Regions from separate parts of the Mus musculus genome. Here regions 1 and 2 are each linked to region 3. A link is a contact called in public HiChIP or PLAC-seq and capture Hi-C data. All regions are on one chromosome and are shown on one strand. The core of a region is the stretch at or near the end of the contact, and the rest is flanking DNA. Distances in the headings are between cores, read along the strand shown. Region 1 overlaps Etl4 (enhancer trap locus 4). Region 2 overlaps Etl4 (enhancer trap locus 4). Region 3 has its middle 71 kb from the start of Gm23970.

The links. HiChIP or PLAC-seq counts read pairs in DNA pulled down with a chosen protein or histone mark. Capture Hi-C pulls out chosen DNA fragments and counts their contacts.
Region 1: a contact with region 3 is called in a capture Hi-C map of embryonic stem cells, with 2.8 times the contacts expected there. The contact joins two enhancer-like sites. A contact is called at or near these places in 4 of 115 datasets of contacts at active chromatin or transcription factors (embryonic stem cells and epiblast stem cells) and 1 of 9 other capture datasets (embryonic stem cells).
Region 2: a contact with region 3 is called in an H3K27ac HiChIP or PLAC-seq map of embryonic stem cells, with 6 times the contacts expected there. The contact joins two enhancer-like sites. A contact is called at or near these places in 8 of 115 datasets of contacts at active chromatin or transcription factors (embryonic stem cells and epiblast stem cells).

Annotation. Positions count from the first base shown.
Region 1 is chr2:20,752,160-20,754,859 of GRCm38.p6, forward strand. All of the region lies in intron 7 of Etl4 (enhancer trap locus 4), which reads left to right. Among named protein-coding and RNA genes, the nearest start is that of Arhgap21, 210 kb to the right of the region's middle. Within about 2 kb of position 1,327, at least 51 of the 459 cell types and tissues checked have an H3K27ac peak or open chromatin away from gene starts, as enhancers often do. A contact at or near this core is called in embryonic stem cells, where this site is marked.
Region 2 is chr2:20,778,553-20,781,252 of GRCm38.p6, forward strand. Etl4 (enhancer trap locus 4) reads left to right here. Exons shown (of 22, transcript NM_001081006.1): 12 at 2,390-2,520. Among named protein-coding and RNA genes, the nearest start is that of Arhgap21, 190 kb to the right of the region's middle. Within about 2 kb of position 1,324, at least 18 of the 459 cell types and tissues checked have an H3K27ac peak or open chromatin away from gene starts, as enhancers often do. A contact at or near this core is called in embryonic stem cells, where this site is marked.
Region 3 is chr2:20,208,191-20,210,890 of GRCm38.p6, forward strand. It overlaps a transcript of Etl4 not described here. Among named protein-coding and RNA genes, the nearest start is that of Gm23970, 71 kb to the right of the region's middle. Within about 2 kb of position 1,416, at least 13 of the 459 cell types and tissues checked have an H3K27ac peak or open chromatin away from gene starts, as enhancers often do. A contact at or near this core is called in embryonic stem cells, where this site is marked.

The DNA.
Region 1 (2,700 bases), core at 77-2,576, 540 kb after region 3:
AGAAGCCTTGAGTCTGGCTCAAGGAAAATGGAGTCGCCCCAAGCAATTTAACATTCAGACAACTCTTTTTGGTTCCCAAGCAGAACCTCTCCAAAGAGAAGAATCAAGGCTTAGGGACAGATCCAGCCTCCAGGAAGCTGTAGAAATCAGTGTGATTGCCCTGGGCCTGAAAACAAGGCTCGTCTATGTAACTCAGGCTCTCGTGATGCCCACACCATGTCTTAGCTGGGTTAGGATTCATTGTCTCTCCAATTGATGGTCAAGTGGGTGACATTTATCCTTATTTAAACTCTAGGCCTTAGTTTTCATGAATGATGTGATTCAAAATAACAGCTAACTGTAAGCATCAATTCCTGCTTTCCAAAAGTGGTAGGTCTTTTTTATTTAAAAAAAAAAACAAAAACTAATATTACTTACTGTACTGCTGTGAAAGAAGTCATGCCCTCCTTGTCCACCCTCAGAGACAAAAGGGGTTTGGAGGCCACTTGTCCTGAAGCCTGACTTTACAGAAAATAAAAAGGAGAGACAGTCCAGAATGTGATAACTGGAGCCATTTGAATAAACTGGGGTCTCGACATGATGCTGCCTCTATGCTGTTTGTAATAAAGGTAATAGGGCCCTACTTCCTCTATCACCCACGAGCCACTAGAAAGGTGACAGGCAGTAAGAACATTAGGGCGGTATCAGATAAGAAATGTCTTCCTTCTTTATCTGAGTCGTTCTTTTTGGATTGGTTTGGTATGGTATCGTATGGTATGGTGTGGAGTGCTGACTAAAATCTCAAGAGTTTTGCCTACCACTGCCTCCTGAGTGCTGAGATTAAAGCCGTGTGCTACCACTACCACAACCCAGCTTTGAGTCATTTTATTTCTCTGGCCTTCATGCTAGAATTTTATAGATTAAGTAGGTAGGAGCCAGGCACAGGAGACACACGTGTAATTCCCAGAAGCTCAGGAGGCTGAGGCACGAAGATCAGGAGTTAACAACAATGCAGACAATGATGGGAAATCCTGTCAAAGAAAAGGCTGACTCCTATGAGGATGTTCCTCCACTCACCCACCCACTCCAGAAAAGGCTGGCATGGGGGACCTTGTTTTCTCAGGCACCCGAGGGCCTTTCCCCATAGTGCTGTCAGTTGCAGATAAATAATAATCTGTAGCAGGAGTGAACAACTATTTCTACCAGTTTGTACCTGTACTTAACAAAAGAAAAAAGAAATGCCATTTCAGAGCGTGAATATTGAAGTGCACCCTCAGGGAAGAGAAAGAAACTTCAAAATTGATTTTGTGTTGGCTCATTCTGGGGTGTGGTAGCTAGAGTCACCGCCTGGCAGAGCCAACAGGAAATGAAACGCTTTACCCTGGGCTGTGTGTCACCATAGCCAGAAAGCCATAGTCCCTGTATTCTGCAGTCAAACTAGTGATGTTTCCTAAGAACCCTTCCTTTGCTGATATTCAGTGTCTGCTGTAACATTAAGGGATCACCCATCATGGGTTCTGTGCAGTGCTAAGGAAATAAGTACAGACCCCATTTTGTGACTCAGAAAGTCCGGTAATCAAGAAAAGTCTCTTCGATATAAAATCAGAAAGCTATCACGTTATGCTGCCACCCAGATCCAGAAAACAACTAAGTCTCGTCACTTGACTTGGGGCTATTTTCAGGTCCCAACTAGTACAGTCTGCTCACAGAAAGTAAACTGTGAAGGAGATTAACTGCTGGGAGTGTTTCCCGACTGCATTTACTGTGCTGGGAAGAGCCTCATTGGGCTTCAGTACACCTTAGGAGCCCTGGCCTGGGTGTGTCTGAGCTTTGATCCACTTGCCTGAACTTGGCACACCCTTCTTTTCCCCTTTCAGTCAGGATCACTGAACCAGAATGGGAAGAATTATGAGTGCCAAATAAGTTCCTCCTAACTGCAACTCTAGGATCCCAATTTCTGCTGGATTTTAGACATGATCTTTCTAGGAGACCAAGGGCATCTCTGTTAACAATGGCAGAGTCTTTTGACTCTGTGACCTCTCAGTATTGAGACTTGAGATGTGTGTGTCTTTGCTATCTTTGTAACAAAATATCTAAGGCTAAGGGGAAGGGCCCATGGATCATGGGTTCAGAGATTCCAGTACATGTTCACTTAACCCTGTCACCTTGAGCCTGAGCTGTACTTTTATCAAAGTGACGTATGTATCAGAAGACGTCTTTGTAATTTATGGCAGCCAGGAAGCAAAGCAAGGCAAAATGAGCCAAGGTCACGTATTCCTGTCAAGAGCATACTCACCCACTTCCTAAAGCTCGCACTCCCCCAGTCCTACCACAGACTAGGAATGAATCCTTTACCACACCAGCCTTTGGGAGACATTGAAGATCCAAATGCTGGCAGACCTTTGGCATCCTCAGCCATGATCTCCACTGCATGTGTGCTGGCCCCTGGGTCTCAACTTAGCAGGGACTTACCTGCTTTGAAGACTGCATTTGTGGTTGCACCTGCATGGTGCTTTCAGGATGGTGTCTTAGTTGCTTAACTTGTCCCCAGTAGGGTAACTTTGAGCAGAAATGGAAAATGAATAGATTAGTTACTTGCAAGGCTTCAAGCATAGCAAGAGGACCTGGATTCTGGTGTTCTGTTGACTTCATCCCTTAACAGCATCTTTAGTTAATTAGGGAGTGTTTCCTCTCATACCGTAGAAACAGGGCGTGAACAAG
Region 2 (2,700 bases), core at 74-2,573, 570 kb after region 3:
TGTCTAGGCTGTGCTTGCAAAGACTGTAAGATCATGGGAGCCCACAATAGACCCTGAAAACCAACTCTAGAAAGTTGTCTTCTGCCTTCTGCATGCACAGTCACACAACACTAATTTAAAAGTTATGGAATACATATATATCTCCTTAATATTATCATATCTGTTTCTTATACCTTAAACAGACATAGACTAGGGTAACTGGGTGGATCCGTATGACAGGAGAGCGAGCTTAGGTAAGATATTCTAGAACCTGGCTCAGGGCTACTGAGAAGTAACGCCTGCTCTTTGCTGGCCCTTCTCTGTCCCTTTCCCTTCCTTCTAAATTCCAGAAAAGAAATACTCTGGTAGAACTGTTAGGCTTGGGTCCTCTGAACATGAGGACAGAGGAGTGAAAGTGGGGATTAAAGAACAGAAAAAAAAAATGAGTCAATATCTTTCATGGTTTTCTACTTGGAAATAACAGCTTCTAATAAGAGTCAGACTAAGTTCAGTTTAACAAACAATGGGCTTCTTTTCAACAAAGGCAGAATAAAAAGCAGCTTAAGGCCATGCTGAAATCTGGAGGCCCCATGAATGTCTGACGTCTTCTTGAGCAAAGCCTACCTATTTCAAAAGCCCATTGATGACTTTCAAAAGGCCGTCTGCACTCATTTTCAGCAGCACTGTCTCTTTTTCAATCTCTGAATTAATAAAAGTGGCCTTCAGAGCTCGAAATAGGAATCACAAGCACATGAATTGGCAGAATAATGGTGTCAGAGGTTCCCTGCTGCCCGTCAAAGGGGAGCAGAGTTTGGGGAACTTTGGGTTGCAGGGATATGATGCGCAGGAGGCAGACTGGGTAAGAGAAACTAAAATAGGAGTTTATCTGGATGGAGTGGCTTTGGGTCATGGAACATCTCCTTGGAGGAGTATTTGCATATTGACCAGTTTGTGGGTGGTTGAAGGAACTGGGGGCCCTGGAGTCTTAGCTTGGAAGGGCTTCATCAAAGCCTGAAAGAATGCAGGAGACTGCTTGGTCTACCAGGGAACCTCCCTCACCAATGGACCATTTAGAGGTCTGACAAGGATTGGCCCAGCTCCACCCCAAGGAGCAGCAGCTGCATGTGCCCTGTAGGTATGCTCACCTAACACCAGGTGTGTTTAACAGATGCAGACCCTAACGGGGCATCCTTTCATCAGAGATTTCTGTATCAGAATGGCTGGCATCACCAAATACTTCATCCCCCTGCTCAGAAGAGGTCAGATGTGTCACGTGTGACTTCATCCTTGTTGAATGTATGTCCTGCCCTGCTGGACTCCCTCCTGTGGCTGCATTAGCTCCTTTCTACTCACTCACCTAGAGGAAAGGGCCCATGTCTTGTGAGGCCATCCTCTCCTCCACTAAGGCGCCAGGAAGTACAGCCGCCATTCACTTACTGCCACCTAGTGGTCTTGCATTTCTTAGCACCCTCGTCCTTTAAGAGCTTTCTCTTGAATTTGCAGGCAACTTGAAAGGATACAAACACATCTGGGCAAATTGTTTTTGTTGTTTCAAGTGGAAGAATATAACTTGGCTGTGTTGGAGTTGATATCTGTTCTCTCTCTCCATCCCAACCCCTCCATCCGTCCCTCCCTCCCTCCAGAAATCAGATCTCTAAGTTCTTAGTTGTGAGAGAAGAGAGACAGTCATTAATGATGGGACAGTCAGGTACACTAGAGAGAGGCTATCCATTAGGGGATTTTGAGGGCAGTTTTGCTCTCTCTTTCCCAGGGATATTTGACCATGTCAAGGGACATTCACATGTGTCACAAATTATTGGAATTTGTGATTGCTTGCTACTGCTACTCAGCAGGAAGGGGCCAAGGATGCACATCCTTCATTGTGTAAGACAGCCCTGCACTAAAAATGAAGCTATATGGTTCAAAATGTCAGGTACTAAAATTGAGAAACCTGGTTGTCTAAAGTGAGCTAACACACTTCACTGTAGTACTGGTTCATACCCCCCTCTTAGGCTACCCCCAGCCCCCATCTTCTGCCTCCATCCTAATCTATCAGGACTCTCTCCCCTCTGTCTTTCTCTCCCTCCATTCCTGGTCACCAAGTGTGCACATTGTTCTCTTGGCTGGCATGAATACAACTGAAAGTTAAGAATGTATCAAGTGCCCACTCCACCCCCACCCGGGACCAATCTGAACCACAAATGACAGACACGGGAGAGCTCTCCCGTTGCTACCTTACATAGCCATGCAATATTGCAAAGCAAACTACTATCGACTGTGCTCCCACCTCCTCCTTGGAAGCTTAAGATAGGGCTGGGACACAGCAGAAAATGGGAGAGCCCCTGCTCCTGCACGTGTCCTTTCTGAGACCCTCCATGCTCAGTTCCATCTGCTCTCTGCCTCCCCACAGTGAGCTGGAGGACTTTGTTGAGGACTTGAAGAAGGACTCTTCCTCCACTGGCAGAGTGGTGACCCTGAAAGATGTGGAAGATGGGGCTTTCCTCCTGCGACAAGTGGGAGAAGCTGTGGCCACTCTCAAAGGTGAGCCTTCCACTGGAAGTGTGTTGCTTGGAATGTTTATGAAGCTTTCAGCTGGGCGGTGGTGGCGCACACCTTTAATCCCACCAATTGGGAGGCAGAGGCAGGCGGATTTCTGAGTTTAAGGCCAGCCTAGTCTACAGAGTGAGTTCCAGGACAGCCAGGGCTACACAGAGAAAAACC
Region 3 (2,700 bases), core at 166-2,665:
ATTCTTTTGAGAAACAGAGGCTAAACATACAAAGGTTGGGAGGAATTGAAGAAGAGAGAATATTCACATAGTGTTTATTACAGTATATTTTTGTGCATGACTGATACATCAAGATTTATCAGGGGTATATTCATATGAGGGGGAATTTTAGTTCTTATAGGGTTGAGTTCTAGTTGCTGTTGGAAGCACTCACTAGAGTACAGGGACATAGACCCCATGAATAAAGGAGACCTCTGTAGTTGGTACTTTTTAAACTTTTGCTTTACAGATATAAAAGCAGTACTTGGATAACTATGTGTGTTTCTCCAAAGTGTTTGAACCTAAATTAATACTTGAGGTAATGATGAAGCAAAAAGAAATAAATGCAGAAAGTTGCTTAGAATTAATAAATATGAAGATAAAATTAGAGCCATTCATAAGTACTACCCTTGTTTGTGGGTTGTTATAATGATAGGCAAATTAAATACACTCAGAACCTGTTATAAACGATTGGTTGGCTGATTAGCCAGAGCTGTGGGGGTTTATAACATAGGAGCTACAAAGGCATTGTATTAGCATGTCAGCATTGCTTCTGACTGCAGTTATGTTACCCACTCCACATCCTGTGGAGTAGAATCAGCATATTCTCTGTAGAACACTGAGCAGTCCGTTTACGCACATTTTCCCTGTAAGCTGTGTAATGATGTTGATGCTAAAAATAGAATAAAATTCTGGATATTAAGATATCACTTGAACAGACTCAGAGGTCAGCCCCATCGCTGTGGAGCAGAGGAGGTGGTTTCTGATGAGAGTGTCCTGCTTTGGGTTCTGCTTCTAGAGACTCCACATGGCTTCTGGGAACCCAGCCTATGTTCCCTGCTAAGTGGCTACACCTGCACCTAGAGCCAAGCTCTCCTCTCCATGCCTTCATTTCTATTTCCATTGTAAAATTATTGCTCTTGTTTTTAATGTTCACCAAGTTTTAATCCAGCTCTGAAATTCCATGTGTTTTCTGCTAAACAAAAATATTGCATAGTCCCAGTTTTAAGTTCTCTGGGACAAGACAGCCAAAACAAATGTACTCATTTCCAATATTAAAATCTGGTGTAAATATTGATTTTAGGGCAAACCAATGACTGAGAAATCTGTAACCTCTTGGTAGTATTTTTAGCTCAGTGAGGCCCCTGTTAAGGAAATAGGGGAACTAGAGAAAACAAGATTTCTTTTCATATGTAAGGTAAGAGGGAAAGATCAACAAGCAAATGTAGAAAAGCTGTTGTGGATGGGCCAGGTGCTGCCTGTATTTTCATGTTAATTCTGCTTTCCCAGGAGGGGTTTTCTGGAATGAGAAATGAGTCACATACTCAGGTGACTTCTTATGAACGCACACCCCGCACCCCACCCACACCCACACACCCAATGAAGAAAGGGACCAATCACTGAGCCAGGAGGCTGGACTTCCGGGTTGGACAGAGGAAGAGGGTGAGAGGCTTTTTGGACAGGCATAGGAGAGGACAAGATGTAGCTAGTAGTGTCTCCCAGTTTCAGTGGCGTTTCTACCAGGATTAGCCATCAGAGGATTTAGACTTAATATGGTTTACAGGATTAGGATTCTAAGTGTTGCAGATTCCAGAGATTGAGTTACCATTGTTTTTTTTTTTTAACTAAGTTTGTGTGGTGTTTCCTTCACACGAGTGGTTCGACTGGGTTCCAGAGAGAAAGACAAAGCATGGGTTTATCTCATGTGCACCACAAAAGGCCATGGGAGTATTGAAGCATGGGGCTGGTGTGGTAAAGACCCACCAGTGGGAACTTAATGAGCTGGGGGGAGAGATTTTGGAGCTCTGAGTCAGAGAGTCTCCACGAGATAAGAACAGGCTGGCCATTGCTGCCAGTGCATAGCTGTCCAGCCCACCAGGGCAGAGAGTAGCTGGGTGTAGCACCAGAACTTACCATTATTTTTTAATACTTCCCACGACAAAGGTTATGAGTTTATTGCAAAATATGTACTGACTTCAGGGCAATATTAACTGACATCTACATGTCAGAATTGTACAACCTCAGACTACCAAAAAAAAAAAAAAATACATGAGCATTCTGAACTAGTTGATGTCTGCCATCGGGGCCTGTTCTTCCCTTCATCTGCACTTCTAACATGAACTTGCCCTTTAGGCTACAGTAACTGGCACTCTAGATAAACTGATCTTTGGAGTAAAGCTTGTTAGCAACAAGCTGGGTGTCAGTAAGAAACAGTTGGATATATACATAGTAGCAGCATAAAAAAGCAAATTTCAGAACCTAGATCTAAGTAACAGATAAAACTAGGGGGAATAAGAAAAACTTAAAATAATATTTATAGTAATTTTCTATATTGTTAATTATGTATTAAGTTACTTATTCCACTATGTATTTAAGAAGTACATAACATAAAATGGTTTGTTTTTTTCCCTAAGTTTTGGTACTTTGAAAGATGTTCTACAAACATTTTTAAATCACTGTTTAGAAGAACTGAAGCCCAACTGATGGTCAACAAATGTCCAGGCCCCAACAGGGGACAGGGCACACATACATTAAGTCAGTACAAGGTGGTTTGTAAAGGAATTGATTAAAAGGGAGAATGTAACATAGATTTCAGTTTAGAACCAAAGCTGTACTATCCTGAATCCTTTGTCCAACGGGGACACAATCAAGTTTATTGCAATCAGAAACAAGATGGTACAA